2 separate regions of the Macaca mulatta genome follow, and region 2 is linked to region 1. Evidence: chromatin contacts called from public Hi-C data. All regions are on one chromosome and are shown on one strand. The core of a region is the stretch at or near the end of the contact, and the rest is flanking DNA. Distances in the headings are between cores, read along the strand shown. Region 1 holds the start of HSPA9 (heat shock protein family A (Hsp70) member 9). Region 2 holds the start of SIL1 (SIL1 nucleotide exchange factor).

Evidence for each region. A called contact is a pair of places that touch in the nucleus more often than the background predicts.
Region 2: a contact with region 1 is called in a Hi-C map of fetal cortex germinal zone, with 2.7 times the contacts expected there. The contact joins the promoter of SIL1 here to the promoter of HSPA9 in region 1. A contact is called at or near these places in 2 of 14 Hi-C or Micro-C datasets (fetal cortex germinal zone and fetal cortical plate).

What each region holds. Positions count from the first base shown.
Region 1 is chr6:147,444,442-147,452,175 of T2T-MMU8v2.0, forward strand. It overlaps HSPA9 (heat shock protein family A (Hsp70) member 9), which reads right to left and starts at 3,488. Exons shown (of 17, transcript XM_015140986.3): 1 at 3,325-3,488; 2 at 2,152-2,210; 3 at 1,853-1,940. The coding sequence starts at 3,405.
Region 2 is chr6:148,051,283-148,059,016 of T2T-MMU8v2.0, forward strand. SIL1 (SIL1 nucleotide exchange factor) reads right to left here and starts at 3,797. Exons shown (of 10, transcript XM_077937085.1): 1 at 3,698-3,797.

The DNA.
Region 1 (7,734 bases), core at 2,238-4,737:
AAAAAAATACAAAAAACTAGCCGGGCGAGGTGGCGGGCGCCTGCAGTCCCAGCTACTCGGGAGGCTGAGGCAGGAGAATGGCGTGAACCCGGGAGGCAAAGCTTGCAGTGAGCTGAGATCCGGCCACTGCACTCCAGCCTGGGCGACAGAGCGAGACTCCGTCTCAAAAACAAAACAAAACAAAACAAAACAAAAGCTGTTTTGGTTGCTTTTAAGACTCTTGATAGGTGAACCTTTGTAGTGCTGATAATTGTATGTATCTAACTTCCCAGAAAAGGATTTAAATGTGGTATAGAGGTAGGCTACTAATTTACTATTAAGAGGGGTGGGAATGGCTTGCACTGTTTGGTTACTCTGGTAACCACCAAAGTGCTGCATTTTCTAAACTGAACCAAAGTTGGAGGTGCAGAGACAGACTAGAAGTGGAGCTTCACATGTGAAGTAATGCATGTTGTTCACTGGAGCAGGCTATTCCTTTTGAAGCCTCCTTACTCTATATATTGAACTTTTATTCCTATTGGGTTCTTAGCAAGATTTAGAGCACCGGGAATTCTTGACTCTTGCTTCTTCCATTCATGGCCTCTTTTGCTCTCATGCTTCCTCTTTCCCCCATCTCCTCTTCTGAAATCACCTGAACTGTCTATGGTCTTCTAATCCCACTTGTTTGGCACCGAGATTATTCCTTCTCTTGGCCCTAATTTGTGCTTCTTAGCATTTTTCCTATATGCCTGAAATCTGTGGCCAACCCCCCAAAAAATTTAGAAGTAGATATAATTCTCCATGTGGAAGTAACATTGGGTCCCAATATTGGGTATGAAAAACCTGATCTATAGTCTTTTCTTTTTGTCCCAACACTGGGTATGAAAAACCTGATCTATAGTCTTTTCTTTTCTTTTGAGACAAAGTCTCGCTCTGTCACCCAGGCTGGAGTACAGTGATGTGACCTTGGCTCATTGCAACCTCTGCCTCCTGGGTTCAAGTGATTCTCCTGCCTCAGTCTCCTGAGGAGCTGGGATTACAGGTGCTGGCCACCACGCCTGGCCTTTTTTTTTTTTTTTTTGAGATGGAGTCTCGCTCTGTCGCCAGGATGGAATGCAGTGACACAATCTCGGCTCACTGCAACCTCCGCCTCCCGGGTTCAAGCGATTCTCCTGCCTCAGTCTCCTGAGTAGCTGGGACTACAGGTATGTGTCACTATGCCCAGCTAATTTTTGTATTTTTAGTTGAGACAGGTTTCACCATGTTGGCCAGGATGGTCTTGATATCTTGACCTTGTGATCCACTGTGCCCGGCCAATTTTTTGTATTTTTAGTAGAGACGGGGTTTCACCATGTTGGCCAGGCTGGTCTTGAACTCAGGACCTCAGGTAATCCGCCCCCCTTGGCCTCCCATGGTGCTGGGACTGCCGGCGTGAGTCATTATGCCTGGCCAGCCTTGATCTATAGTCATGTTTTTGTTGTTTTAGTTAAAAGTAGTTTCAGGTCAGGCTCAGTAGTTCATGCCTATAATCCCAGCACTTTGGGAGGCCAAGGCGGGCGGATCACTTGAGCTCGAGACCAGCCTGGCCAACACAGTGGAACTGTCTCTACTAAAAATACAAAAAATTAGCCAGGAATGGTGGTTCACGCCTGCATTCCCAGCTATGTGGCCAAGGCAGGACAACTGCATGAACCCAGGAGGCAGAGGTTGCAGTGAGGAGAGATCGTGCCACTGCACTCCACCCTGAGCTATAGAGACCATCTCCCCCCCACCAAAAAAAAGCAAATCAGGTTCTCAAATTCTTTAACTAAGGAAAAGACCACAGAATTCTGGATAGGTTCTGGATAGGGTACTAGTTACCAATCATGCTCACCTTTGCTTGTTTACCTTCCATAACTGCCACGCAGGAGTTGGTAGTACCCAAATCAATACCAACAACTGCCCCCTTGATTGCTTCTGATCTGTAAGACATTTAGAACAACGTCACAGCTGTTGTTATCTTGATAGACCAAAGTCACTTAAAGATAATATTTAATTGGAAAATTAACAGTGGTATACTACATAATCTCTAATACAGATAAATTAGAGAAGAATAGTTAATCACAAATGTAGAAAACACTGCTATGAAGTTTAATATGTATTCCCTCTCAAAGGAAATGAAATTATACTTACGCATAATCCCGCCTCGAAACAATTCTAAAAGCCTCATGACTAAGGCCATTCCAGCCATCCTAAAAAAGAAAAAAACTGACTCAGTCACCAACCAATGTGTATCCTGAGAGGAAAAAAAGAAAACTTGGGCTCATTTAGCATATAAAATACGTTAAGCTACTAAAACAGTAAATATTAAAGTTTCCCAAATAAGTAAGATAAAAAAAGGTAAATAAAAGATGGCCTTAGAATCACATTACAATAGGATTTCTCAACCGTGGCGCTATTAATTTTGGGCCAAATCTTTGTTGTGGGGGCTGTTCTGTGCATTGTAGGATATACAGCAGCATCCCTGGCCTCTACACCCTAGAAACCAATAAGAACCCCAGTAAGTTAGCGACAACCTAAAATATCCACAGACATTGCCAGATGTCCCCTGGGGGAAAACACTTCCCCTGACCTTGCCATGCAATTAGTTTAAGAGAACTAGGATTAGTAAGTCTTTTAAAAAGAAAAATTAAGTAGTAGCCTTCCACTAGGATAAAAGATCTTTATCACGATTTAACTTCAGGCTCCTTCCAAGCCTTCCTTAATGCCCATATACAATTCCTATTCTCCAAAATATTTATCTTTTATTTTAGAAAACAAATAACCACTCCATAGCTTTTTTTCCGCCCCCCGATCTGCTTTTTGTCCTTAAGTAACAAACGAGTAAAATCTTACACCACCGATTTTGAGAAAATGTTGCTAAGCACAAAAACTGGAGTTTTATTTCCGACTCAGGACTTTCTCATCTTAAGATAAGAAAGTTCACCTTATTAACGAGATCCTTACACATTCCGTATTCTGTAGAGGAGCCGAAAACAAAACTGAAAATAGCGGCTTTCCTAATAGACTGCATCCCTCACCCCCAAGGCCAAATCTTTCCATTCAGCCACAGAACGAGCCATCAGGACCACTAGCTGGTAATTTTGAGATGATACTCTAGATCGCGAGGGGTGTGACTCAGCAGGGCCTAAGCCGGAGGCAAAACCTTCCGCAAAATCTTGAGCCGGCAGCGCTACCTACGGAAGGTCCGTCACCTTCCTTCCCGCCTGACCTATCCCGGAGAACTCAAACCCTAAAGGGCGCGCGGCCTGCCGCACCGAGGCCCGAGGCCGTGACCCCATTCGGGAAGGTCCGACAGTTTCTCACCTGGTGGCGGGCGGCCGTAGGGCCCCGGGAGGCTGCGGCTCCCACCAGACGGGCTGCTGCAGCTCGGCTGGCGCTTATCATGGCGGATAGATGGAGGAGTACGAGGCAGCAAACAGGCGCTCAGGCGGCCGGGAGCTGCGCGATGCGGTGGCGGCAGCGCTTCTGGAAACCTCCAACCACGTGGGGTGAGGGGCGGGGGTTGATCACTGCGGCCCAGAGGCCCGCTCTTCCGCTGAGGCGCCGCCCGCGCCGCCTGACCAGAGGATACTCGACTGCGGCTCCCGGAGCCAGGGCGTACAGGTAATATGCTCCGCAGCATGATGGTTGGAGAACGCCTGCCCTCCCGTCCCGGCTGCGGCGGCTCTGGGCCACAAAGAGTCCAGGGGAGGAAAAGGGGTATGAAGGCGGCACCTCGGACAGCCCTGGTCCTCAGCGACAGGAAAGACTCAAGGTCACACGGGATAAATTGCGAACCGATTACAGTCTTCTTGCGTCAGTTGCGCGGAAGGAGGAGCCTGTTGCGCCTGCGCAATAGGCATCCCGCTAAGAACCTGGAGCGCATGTGCCCAGGGAGTGGCGGCAAACGTGGGTGGAGACTAACTACATCGCTCATTGGGTGCTTGAGCGCACGCCAGCGTTGCCTGGGGCGAGCCCGGGCGCGTGCACATCCCGCGGGCGTGAAAGTGTTCCCCCCTCTCGCTCTTGGAGGATGGCGCCATCTTGTCTTGTGGCTTTGTTAAGTGAGGACGTCAGTACTTTTGTTGCTTGGTGCCGCCCGTTGTTCACAACTTGAAATATACTTGGAATGCAGAGCTTAAACAATTTCGTGTTGCGTTTTATCACAGGGGTCTTGGGTTTCCAACTACAAAGCGTTTGGTTCACACATAACATTAGGCCAATTCGCCTGCACAAAGGGGAAAAAAAATAGCTGAGCTTGGCAGGGCGCGGTGCCTCACGCCTGTAATCCCAGCACTTTTGGGAGGCTGAGGCGGGCGGATCACGAGGTCAGGAGATCGAGACCATCTTGGCTAACACGGTGAAACCCCGTCTCTACTAAAAATACCAAAAAATTAGCCGGGCGTGGTGGCGGGCGCCTGTAGTCCCAGCTACTCGGGAGGCTGAGGCAGGAGAATGGCGTGAACCCGGGAGGCGGAGCTTGCAGGAGAAAAAAAAAAAATAGCTGAGCTTCAGGCCCTTTCTCTCCCCACTGTGCTGGGCCTGACTTGAGACTCCTCTGGCCCTTTTCAAACCTTGTGCTGCTGGCAGGATGTCAACTACTACTCTACCCTGTGACCAGTTTTAGGTTTTTGGGGTTTTTTTTGAGACAGTCTCGTTTTGTCGCCAGGCTGGAGTGCAGTGGCGCCATCTAGGCTCACTGCAACCACTGACTCCCTGATTCAAGCGATTCTCCTGCCTCAGCCTCCCAAGTAGCTGGGATTCCAGGCGCGCGCCACCACGCCCAGCTAATTTTTATATTTTTGGTAGAGACCGGGTTGCACCATATTGGCCAGGATGGTCTCGGTCTCCTGACCTTGTGATCTTCTCCCCTTGGCCTCCCAAAGTGCTGGCATTACAGGCGTGAGCCACCGTGCCCAGCCCAGTTTTAGATTTTTAAGAAGAGAATTAATTGATTCAAAAGATATGTTCTGGCGTGCCTACCGTGTCAGTCACTCTTCTAGGTGGTGGGAATACAGCAAAAGCAAAACACGAATGAATGGATGATGACAGATTGAGCTTGATTTTGGAGATGAAGCAATTTGTCCTGGAAGCCCTCTTTCAAAAAAGAGAAATGCTTCAGACTCCCTATCTCTTCAGGAAGATCAGTAATATTAAGTAGTCACCCCTGGGTGAGGAATTGTGAAGGAAATGTTGGAGAAGGTTGGGGAGGGAAAGAAGCTAACTGAAGAGTTTACATTCTGAGGGGGATGGCAGTGGGAGTAAGAAAATAAAGTTTAACGTAACATAGGTTATAGATTATACAGATTCTAAAAGATTTAAAAAAGCCTCCCACACACTCTTAACTGTCAGCTATTATTATATTATCCTCACTAGTTACTTAACACTTCATTTCTCTTGTTTTTTAATTCTCTCAGAAGGCAGGGGTGGCCGGGCGGTGGCTCACACCTGTAATCCCAGCACTTTGGGAGGCCGAGGTGGGAGGATCACTTGAACCCAGGAATTCAAGATCAGCTTGAGCAACAGAGTGAGACCCCATCTTTAGCCTCTGTTGCCCAGGCTGGAGTGCAGTGGTGCAGTCCCAGCTTACTGCTGCCTCGACCTTTCCGGGCTCAGGTGATTCCACTGCCGCCTCAGCACCCCACTCCCCCGAGTAGCTGGGATTACAGACATGCGCCACTACGCCTGGCTAATTTTTGTATTTTTGGTAGAGACGGGGTTTCACCATGTTGCCCAGGCTGGTCTCCAACTCCTGAACTCAAGGGATCCACGCGCCTCGGCATCCCACATGCTGGGATTACAGGCGTGAGCCACTGCGCCCGGCCATTTTTTTTTTTTTCCTTAATTAGCTGGGCATGGTAGCCAGCACCTGTAGTTCCACCTACTTGGGAGGCTGGAGTGGGAGGATCACTTGAGTTCAGGAGTTTGAGAGCAGCCTGGGCAACATGGCAAAACCCCATTTCTACAAAAAACTAGCCGGGCATGGTGGTGCACCTGTAGTCCCAGCTACCAGCTACTCGGGAGGCTGAGGTGGAAGAATCACCTGAGCCAAGGGAGGTCGAGGCTGCAGTGAGTCGTGATTATGATCGTGTCATTTCACTCCAGTCTGGGTGACACAGGGAGACGTTAAAAAAAAAAAAAGAGAGAGAAAGAAAGGAGAAAGGAAGGAGGAAGGGAGAGAAGGAAGGAAAGAAGGAGAAAGAGAGAAAAGAAAGAAAGATGCGGCTGGGTGTGGTGGCTCACACCTGTAATCCCAGCACTTTGGGAGGCTGAGGTGGGTGGGTCACCTGAGGTCAGGAGTCCGAGACCAGCCTGAACAACATGGTGAAATCCTCGTCTCTACTAAAAATACAAAAATTAACCAGGCGTGGTGGTGGGTGCCTGTAACCCCAGCTACTCGGGAGGCTGAGGCAGGAGAATTGCCTGAACCCAGGAGGTGGAGGTTGCAGTGAGTGGAGATTGCACCACCGCACTCCAGGTGACACAGCCAGACTCCGTCTCAAAAAAAAAAAAAAAAAAAAAAAAGAAAAAAGAGAGAGAGAGAGAAAGGAAGGAAAGGAAGAAAAATGAGAAGGCAGGCTTCCTTAAAGGCTATCCAAGTTACAGGCTCATGATTCCTGTTTGTAGAGATTTAGATTCTAAAAAAATATACTGAAGAAAAGAAGACAGAGAGGAGTGACAAATACTATTGAACATTGAAACGCAATAAAAAACATTATGTTCTTACGTTGTACATGACGGGGAGGAGAAGGGCAGGTAGAAATAATTGGAGTAACTGCATACTTCTCACTTCTCTCTTCTATTAACTGGTTCTCCTAAGAGTGTTTCTTTTCTTTCCTTTTTTTTTTTTTTTTTTTTTTGTATTTTTAGTAGAGATGGGGTTTTACCATGTTGGCCAGGCTGGTCTTGAACTCCTGACCTCAGGAGATCGCCTGCCTCGGCCTCCCAAAATGCTGGGATTACAGGTGTGAGCCACCGCGCCCAGCGACGAGTTTGCTTTCCTTCTTCTTGTTCCATATGTTAAAAAGCCACGAAGTGTTAAACAAAAGAATCCTGGAATCAAATGTTATCTAAGGGTGTCGGAAATTACGATCCTATGGGTATATTCAGTGTGTTTGCTGTTTCTGGTGGTTTCTCAGGCGCCTTGCAAATACTCTCCACCACCACAAGGGGGGTGTAGTAGCGCTAGATACTAAAAGCGCAAGCTTTATAATATCTTCAGCAGGAAGACAGGCTACTGGACTGCTTTGCAAATTAACATGGCCTACAGCCTGAAGGCTCAAGGAAATGAACCTGAATCTAAAAACGTATAAAGGTTCAGATGAGCAAGAATGGACATATCCATAGCTAAATGGTATAATTCTTCTGCAGCACAGTGCTGTATTTCATTTCTGTTGTCATCTCAGTGCAAAATTGGGAAATGGAAGGAGCTAATGCATAATCTGCATGCGGATAAATGTTTACCAAACAGAACAGGTGGCTGTCCAATACCTGTGTATACCATACATATATATTATTCAGGAAATAATTATATATGTATAATTATTTTTTCTTTTATAGAGATAGGGTCTTGCTGTGTTGCCTAGGCTGGTCTCAAACTCCTGGCCTCAAGCAATCCCCCTGGCTCAGCCTCCCAGAGTGCTGAGATTACAGGCGTGAGCTACAACGCCTGGCCTATATTTTTAATAATATTCTAACTGACATGATTGTTTAGCATATTTGAAGACAGGTAAC
Region 2 (7,734 bases), core at 2,547-5,046, 610 kb after region 1:
CCATCTGGAGCCCCCAGAGAAAAATGCCTAGGAATAGTAACCAAGGGACTAGCATTGTAAGAGCGTTCAGATTAGCTCTCCTGAAAAGAGGCTTACTCCAAGAGACTGGCCGACAGCCTCTGCAGCAGAACTTCACTTAGGAAAGGATAGAAAATGAAGAAAGACGGGGGGAGGCTGAGCAGGTCAGAGTATGAATCCACAAGCATGTGAAAAAGAATATCCACCTCTTTCGAAAAAGGTACAACTTCCTTTTAGAGACTTGTTTGTTTGTTTTTTGTTTGTTTTTTGAGACAGAGTCTCTCGCTCTGTCACCCAGGCTGGAGTGCAATGGCACGATGATCTCGGCTCACTGCAGCCTCTACCTCCCAGGTTCAAGTGATTCTCCTGCCTCAGCCTCCCGAGTAGCTGGGATTACAGGCATGCGCCACCACGCCCGGCTAATTTTGTATTTTTAGTAGAGACGGGGTTTCTCTCCATGGTGGTCAGGCTGGTCTTGAACTCCCCACCTCAAGTGATCCACCCACCTTGGCCTCCCAAAGTGCTGGATTACAGGCGTGAGCCACCGTGCCCAGCCAGAGACTGTCATGTTCTTTTGAATATTCTCATTAACAGCAAATCTTCAATCTTTGAGGGTGAAAACATTTATTGCATTCCTATGTCCCAAGAGCTTTCATGGGTAATTACCTCATTTAACCACCCTTCAAAGTATTATTGCCACTTTTATGTAGTGGTACATTGAGCCCCAGAGGTGAAGTAACTTATCCAAGGTTATGTGGCTAATAAGTGGTAGACTCAGAATTAAAACTCATGTTCACCGCCCTCCAAAAATCTGTTATTTCCACTTCAAAAGAACCGTTAACTCATCTGAAGACAAGTCAGGTGACAAGGTTGCTTACCCATGCCATTCGGGGTTAAATATATATAGGCTGTATGCAGTGGCTCACGCCTGTAATCTCAACATTTTAGGAGGCCAAAACAGGAGAATTGCTTAAGGCCAGGAATTCGAAAACAGCCTGGACAACACAGCGAGACCCTGTCTCTACAAAAATTAAAATTACAAAATTAGCTGGGCCTGGTGGTGCACCCTTGTAGTCACAACTACTTAGGAGGCTTTGGTGAGAGTATTACTTAAGCCCAGGAGTTCAAGCTTGCAGTGACCTATGATTATGCCACCACACTCCAGCCTGAGCCACAAAGTGAAACCCCATCTCAAAAAAAAAAAAAAAAAATACAGGAGAATGGCGTGAACCCGGGAGGCGGAGCTTGCAGTGAGCTGAGATCCGGCCACTGCACTCCAGCCTGGGCGACAGAGCGAGACTCCGTCTCAAAAAAAAAAAAAAAAAAATACAGTATGACTCAATATATTAAAGGAACTGATCTCTCACATGGTTCAAAAAGGTCTCTGAAAACAATTCCAGAGGTGGATTTTCAAAACTGCCTTGGACAACAGCCAAATCACTTAGGGGATGCCACCCTCAACTCCCACCACCTACACCTGCACACACCACTCTAAAGGAGAACATTCATTAGTGGATTAAGTTTCCACATGTCTGTTATTTTAAAATCCATTTTGTTACCTTTCGGTTTCACTTAATCAGCCTTTTCTCTTGCCAATGAAACACACCAGGGCTCACAGTTGGCCTCAGTAGAGAATAGCTGGCCTTCAGAAAACAGGGAAGAAGTAAGTGGGAATCAAAGTACTAGGCAACTTTTCATTCCTGGACTTCCACATCCCTAGTAACATTTCCATCACCTGTAAAATGGGAGCAGAAAGTCTCTTCTATTGCCAATTTCATTAAAATAGCACATGTATTCATGAGCAGATTAAATTCACTAAACATCTGAAAGACAGGTGAAATAAATCTGGTGTGGTAACACCATCTTAACCCGAGGGCCATGTTCTCAACTAAAACCACACACCAAGTTCTGACCCACGTTGTATAAATATCAATCCCAATATCGTTACACTCCGGCTCCCATCAAAATCCTACCTAATCCCCAAATCTGGCTATATTTTTATCAGAAAAGAAAAAAACTTGGGTGGGGTGAGAGCTGAAAAGACACACACATAACAAAGTATCTTTCACAATGTCAAAAAACAAACAAACAAAAAAAAACCACCTATTTATAGGCCAGGCGAGGTGGCTCCTGCCTGTAATCCCAACACTTTGGGAGGCCGAGGCGGACAGATCACCTGAGTTTGGGAGTTCAAGACCAGCCTGGGAGAAACCCTCTCTCTATAAAAATAGAAAATTACGGTGGCTCAAGCCTGTAATCCCAGTACTTTGGGAGGCCGAGACGGGCGGATCACGAGCTCAGGAGATCGAGACCATCCTGACTAACACGGTGAAACCCCGTCTCTACTTAAAAAAAAAATACAAAAAAACTAGCCGGGCGTGGTGGCGGGCGCCTGTAGTCCCAGCTACTTGGGAGGCTGAGGCAGGAGAACGGCGTAAACCTGGGAGGCGGAGCTTGCAGTGAGCTGAGATCCGGCCACTGCACTCCAGCCTGGGCGACAGAGCGAGACTCCATCCCAAAAAAAAAAAAAAGAAAGAAAGAAAAGAAAATTAGCTGGGCATGGTGGCGCATGCCTGTAATCCCAGCTACTCGGGAGGCTGAGGCAGGAGAATCGCTTGAACCTGGGAGGTGGAGGTTGCCGTGAGTCGAGATGGTGCCATTGCACTCCAGCCTGGGAAACAAGAGCCAAACTCCGCCTCAATAAAAAATAAAAAAACTGTTTACAAACACATCAGTTTCGTCTCTTAGCAAATATGTAAATTTTATTCTCCTCCTGTCTACTTAGTTTGGGTTAACTTAACCGCCTCCCCATCTCTCAGAACAGTTTTGTGTTTTTATTTAGGTTTACTGAGGTGGGAAAGCCAACTGAAGCCAGGCATTTAAAAATATTAGAAAACTGATCTTACATATATAGGTAGTCAAATATTTTTAAAAGACATCAAATGGCATTCTAATTCCTCCGGTGCAAAGAAAGCCCCAGCCTCACAGGTGTTACCATTTCCTGATTCCTGGCTTTTCCCACTCAAGAGTCCCATTCCAGGAGCTCATATGTCAAGTCATTCTCTCCTGACTTCTGAAGCAGGGATTTTCAAAGCCAGGATTCCGGGACTACCTGAATGAGAACCCCCTGGGGTACAGCTGCCCACGCACCACCTTATCCGAAATCCCAGAGAATGGAGTCCAAGGCTTATGCACAAACCCCCCAGATGATCTGAGAGATAACACTAACCAAAGTCTGTAACCTCTAAAGGCAAATTTTCTAGGACAAAGAAAAACAAGCATTAAGAGAGTGACAATAATTCCACATGGGAAGAGACACACGGGTCAACACCCAAGCCACCCCTTCAGACAGATACGGAAATTTAGGCCGGAAGAATCAAACAGTCAAGGGCACTAAAAACAGGTGCGGAGCCAAAGCCAATATCGAATTTCCACGGCCTCATCTCCCGCCAATGAAGAGGTGAATGGAGACATTCTGAGTGGGAAAGGTAAGAAAGGTGGGCCTTCGGCAGGGTGCACCGGGCCCACTTGGACGTCCCGCTTTGGAGACAGTAGTGAAGATGTGTGGGTCCCGAGAACACTGCTGAGAAGGCGCCGAGGCCGCCGGCAGGAGAAGGCCCAGGAAGCGCCCTGAACCCCCAGCCCAGCTCCAGGGCCGGGCGGCCCTCACCGCCCCTACCTTCGGCTTCCGGCAGCCGAGTGGCAGACACAACCCCCACAATTCCAGGCGGCCGCAGCGGCGACCAGCTCCCCCTGCGCAAACGCGGCGGCGACAGTCTGAGCCCGTGAGCTGGCAGCTGTTACGCAGCTCGTGGCCTCGCCCAATCGCGGGCCGACAGAACAGCGCGCGGCACCCCCGACCACGCACCAAGGTGGGAGCACCGCCCCTAGCACCGCCCTCTGCAGACTCTGCACGAGCTGCCCCAGCGCCCCTCTGCTGGTAGAGCGAGGGCTGAAGAGATACGTGCCACCTGCTTCTGCTTCCAGGCTGCAACCGCGAAGTTTCCTCTCTGATTTTCGAACAGTGTAATTTCTTTCTAGCGGAAGGACCCTCAGAAAGCAATCAGAGGGGTGCGGGTAAAAATAAATCAAGTTCTTGTGACTCAGTTTGGGACATAAGCCGAGAGTCTCCAGCAATAAAATTTCTCGCAAATTCATGCAAAATACGACACCTGTAAGTCACTCACTTTATATACTTGGGCAAATTTTTTACAAGGACCAGTTATTTAAAAAATAACATCAGGTGGCCAGGCGCAGTGGCTCACACCTGTCATCCCAGCACTTTGGGAGGCCCAGGCGGGCGGATCACTTGAGGCCAGGAGTTCAAGACCAGCCTGGCCAACATGGTGAAACCCCCCCCCCTTCTCTACTAAATATACAAAAATTAGCCAGGCGTGGTGGCGGGCGCCTGTAATTGCCGCTACTTGGGAGGCTGAGGCAGGAGAATCGCTTGAACCCACGAGGCAGAGGTTGCAGTGAGCTGAAATCGTGCCACTGCACTCCAGCCTGGGTGACAGAGTGAGACTCTGTCTCAAAATTTAGTAAAATAAAGATCACTTGCAATTCTGATTTTTGTTTTTAATATGGCATCTCACTGTGTCCCCCAGGCTGGAATGCAGTGGCACAATCTTGGCTCATCGCAGCCTTGACCTCCCAGGCTCAAGGGATCCTCCCCCTCAGCCTCCAGTAGCTGGGACCACAGGAGCGTGCCGCTGTTGCCAGGCTTTTTTTTTTTTTTTTTTTTCGGACAGGGTCTCACTATGTTCCCCAGGCTGGTGTCAGTGCAGTTCTAATTCTGCTGTACCAGTGAATATAATATTTTCTGTGCCAGGTGCTGCATACATATTTTATTTACTTATAACGTCCTCTGAGCAGAATGGTCATCCCCTTTTTATAAATGGGGAAGCTAAAGCTCAAAGAGGCTAAAGGAGTTACACAAAGTCATACAGTCAGGAAGTGATAGAACTGGGAGTTAAAGCTAGATTTAGGTGCCTCCAAAGTCCTGTTCTCTTTCCACTGTTCCACCTTCAGACCTTGCCCTTTCCTAGACGTGCTTAACCTGATGAATAAAATGACTGCCCCCTCCTGCCCTCAGAGCCCCCACACAGTGATTCCTGGTCATTCGTGAGTGGAGAAAACAATAATCCAGACAGTGACCTCCCCAAAGGGCAAGTATTCCCCAATAGCTAACAACCTATCTCTGGACTTCCTTTCCCTTTTCCATGTACTCTACGAACTTCTACCACTCAATTTACCTTCTTGATTATGTTTACTTCAAGCAGATGGGAAACTGACTTCACAGCCACTGAGCAAACCTTGGTTACTAGTATGGGAAGGGAGAACAAGCCCCTGGGCAGTAGTTCAGTGAACAGTGCCAACTTATGAGAAAGGTCTAGATAAAACACCTGGGGCCTGATTTGGAAAGAGAACAGCTCACTTTTCCCCTGGAACACCCACGAGACCAGTGAGAAGAACTGGGCCTAAGAATAATTCTAGCTTATGTCACTGCCTAGTACCATAAGTACAGATAATAAATGTTCAACAAATATCTCATGAGTGATAAATTACAGAATGAACATATAAATTATAAGAGACTGGCACAAGTTATAAAAAAGATATTAATAAAGTGCTACAAGAGTAAGAGCCTTAAAAATAGAATAAGCTCAAATCTTCTCATAGCATGAATAAATGAATGCTTGGGCCAAGAGAAGAGGCCAGCTGAACACAGCTGCCAGCGCTCAAAGTGGGGCCTTTCTCCTTGGGACAGATCTAACCAGCTTAGGTATGTGGTAGGAAAGGGATAGTCTGTCTCCCACTGCCACCCCAGGTCCGGTCTCCAAACCTTGAAAAGCACTGCCATAGTCTGAATGTTGGTGTCTCCCCTAAATTCATACATTGGAACCTCATATCCAATGTGATAGTGTTAAAAGGTGGCCAGGTTGGGCTGGGCGTGGTGGCTCACGCCTGTAATCCTAGCACTTTGGTAGGCTGAGGCAGGCGGATCACAAGGTCAGGAGATCGAGACCATCCTAGCCAACATGGTGAAACCCCGTCTCTACTAAAAATACAAAAATTAGCAGGGCATGGTGGTGCACACCTCTAGTCCCAGCTCTCAGGAGGCTGAGGCAGGAGAATCACTTGAACCCAGGAGGTGGAGGTTGCAGTGAGCCGAGATCGCACCACTGCACTCCAGCCTGGCAACAGAGCAAAACTCCATGTCAAAAAAAAAAAAACAAGGTCAGGTTGAAGGGAGCTGCCTTGCCCCTTCTGCCATGGAGGGACACAGTGATCTTCCCTTCCACCATGTGAAGCAAGGCAGCAAGGCACCATCTTTGAAATAGAGAGCAAGCCCTCACCAGCCCCTAAATCTGTTGGCACCTTGATCTTGGATTTCCCAGTCTCTAGAATAGTGAGCAGTAAATTTCTGTTTGTAAATTACCCAGCCTAAGGTGTTTGTTATAGTAGTCCCAACAGACAAAGCCATACCCTGACAGAACTACCTTCTCAGAGGAACTTGCTCTGAAATCAAGCCTCTTGAGCTGCTGCTGAAGCCAGTGTGCAGGGTTGAACCTAAGTAGACAGCCTCTACTCACACGGCCTTAAGCAAGAAGGCCCACTGTAAAGGTGAGAAGTTTGAAGTCCAGTGATCACAGGGGGTGCTGGGATTTTGGTAGTCTCCTCTCTTTGTTTCCTTATATAAGTCTTGGAATTGAGCAAAAGTAAGTTTAAAATTTCCTTATAGGCCGGGCGCAGTGGCTCACGCCTGTAATCTCAGCACTTTGGGACGCTGAGGCGGGTGAATCACCTGAGGTCAGGAGTTCAAGACCAGCCTGGTCAACATGACAAAACCCCGTCTCTACTAAAAAAATACAAAAATTAGCAAGCCATGGTGGTGGGCGTGTGTAATCCCAGCTACTCGGGAGGCTGAGGCAAGGAGAATTGCTTGAACCTGGGAGGTGGAGGTTGCAGTGAGCCAAGATCACATCGCTGCACTCCAACCTGGACAACAGAGTGAGACTCTCTCAAAAAAACCAAAAAATTCCTTTTAAATAAGTAAACAACAGGCTAAAAACCGTCTCTCTCTTGCAGTTCTGTTGGAGAGTTTCTAGAATCCCTCTTCCACTCCCCAGAAGAGCAAAGGAAGGCTTGGAAGGGTAGAGAGCCTGAGGAATCACCTTCAACCCGGCCACCATCAATCAAATCAGAGGAAACCACAGCACCCACCCCCAGAGCCCTGGCTAGGCGGAGATTTATAAGATCAATTTGGCCTTCCTCAACGAGCAAAATGTGTTGAGTAGATCATTTCTCCTCTGATCAGCCTTTCTCAATTAATCTCCCACAAGCCTCATACCCTGTTGTGTGAAAGTATTCCTGGCTTCAGGAGTTGGCTCCCTGCTCTCTCTGGATGGGTCTCAAATGTTGAGTGGGGAGCAGGAGCCCTCACTCTGTCTCACCACTGTATTGACCTGCCTCCTCTCCTCGGCCGCTTCCTCTTTGCCCACCCAGCTTTCACCACACACCTCAAATCCTGCTGCCAGGAGTCCTTTCTGGACTGCAGACATTTTATTCACTTGAACATGAGCACCAAGCTACATGCCAGCCATTGGCTGTGGGGGTACAACTGTGAAACAGTCCTACTGGTTCTTACCGTTGAAGAGCTCAGGGTCAAATGAGAGACACAGAAATGTAAACAGAACAAAACAGCCAGGCAAGCAC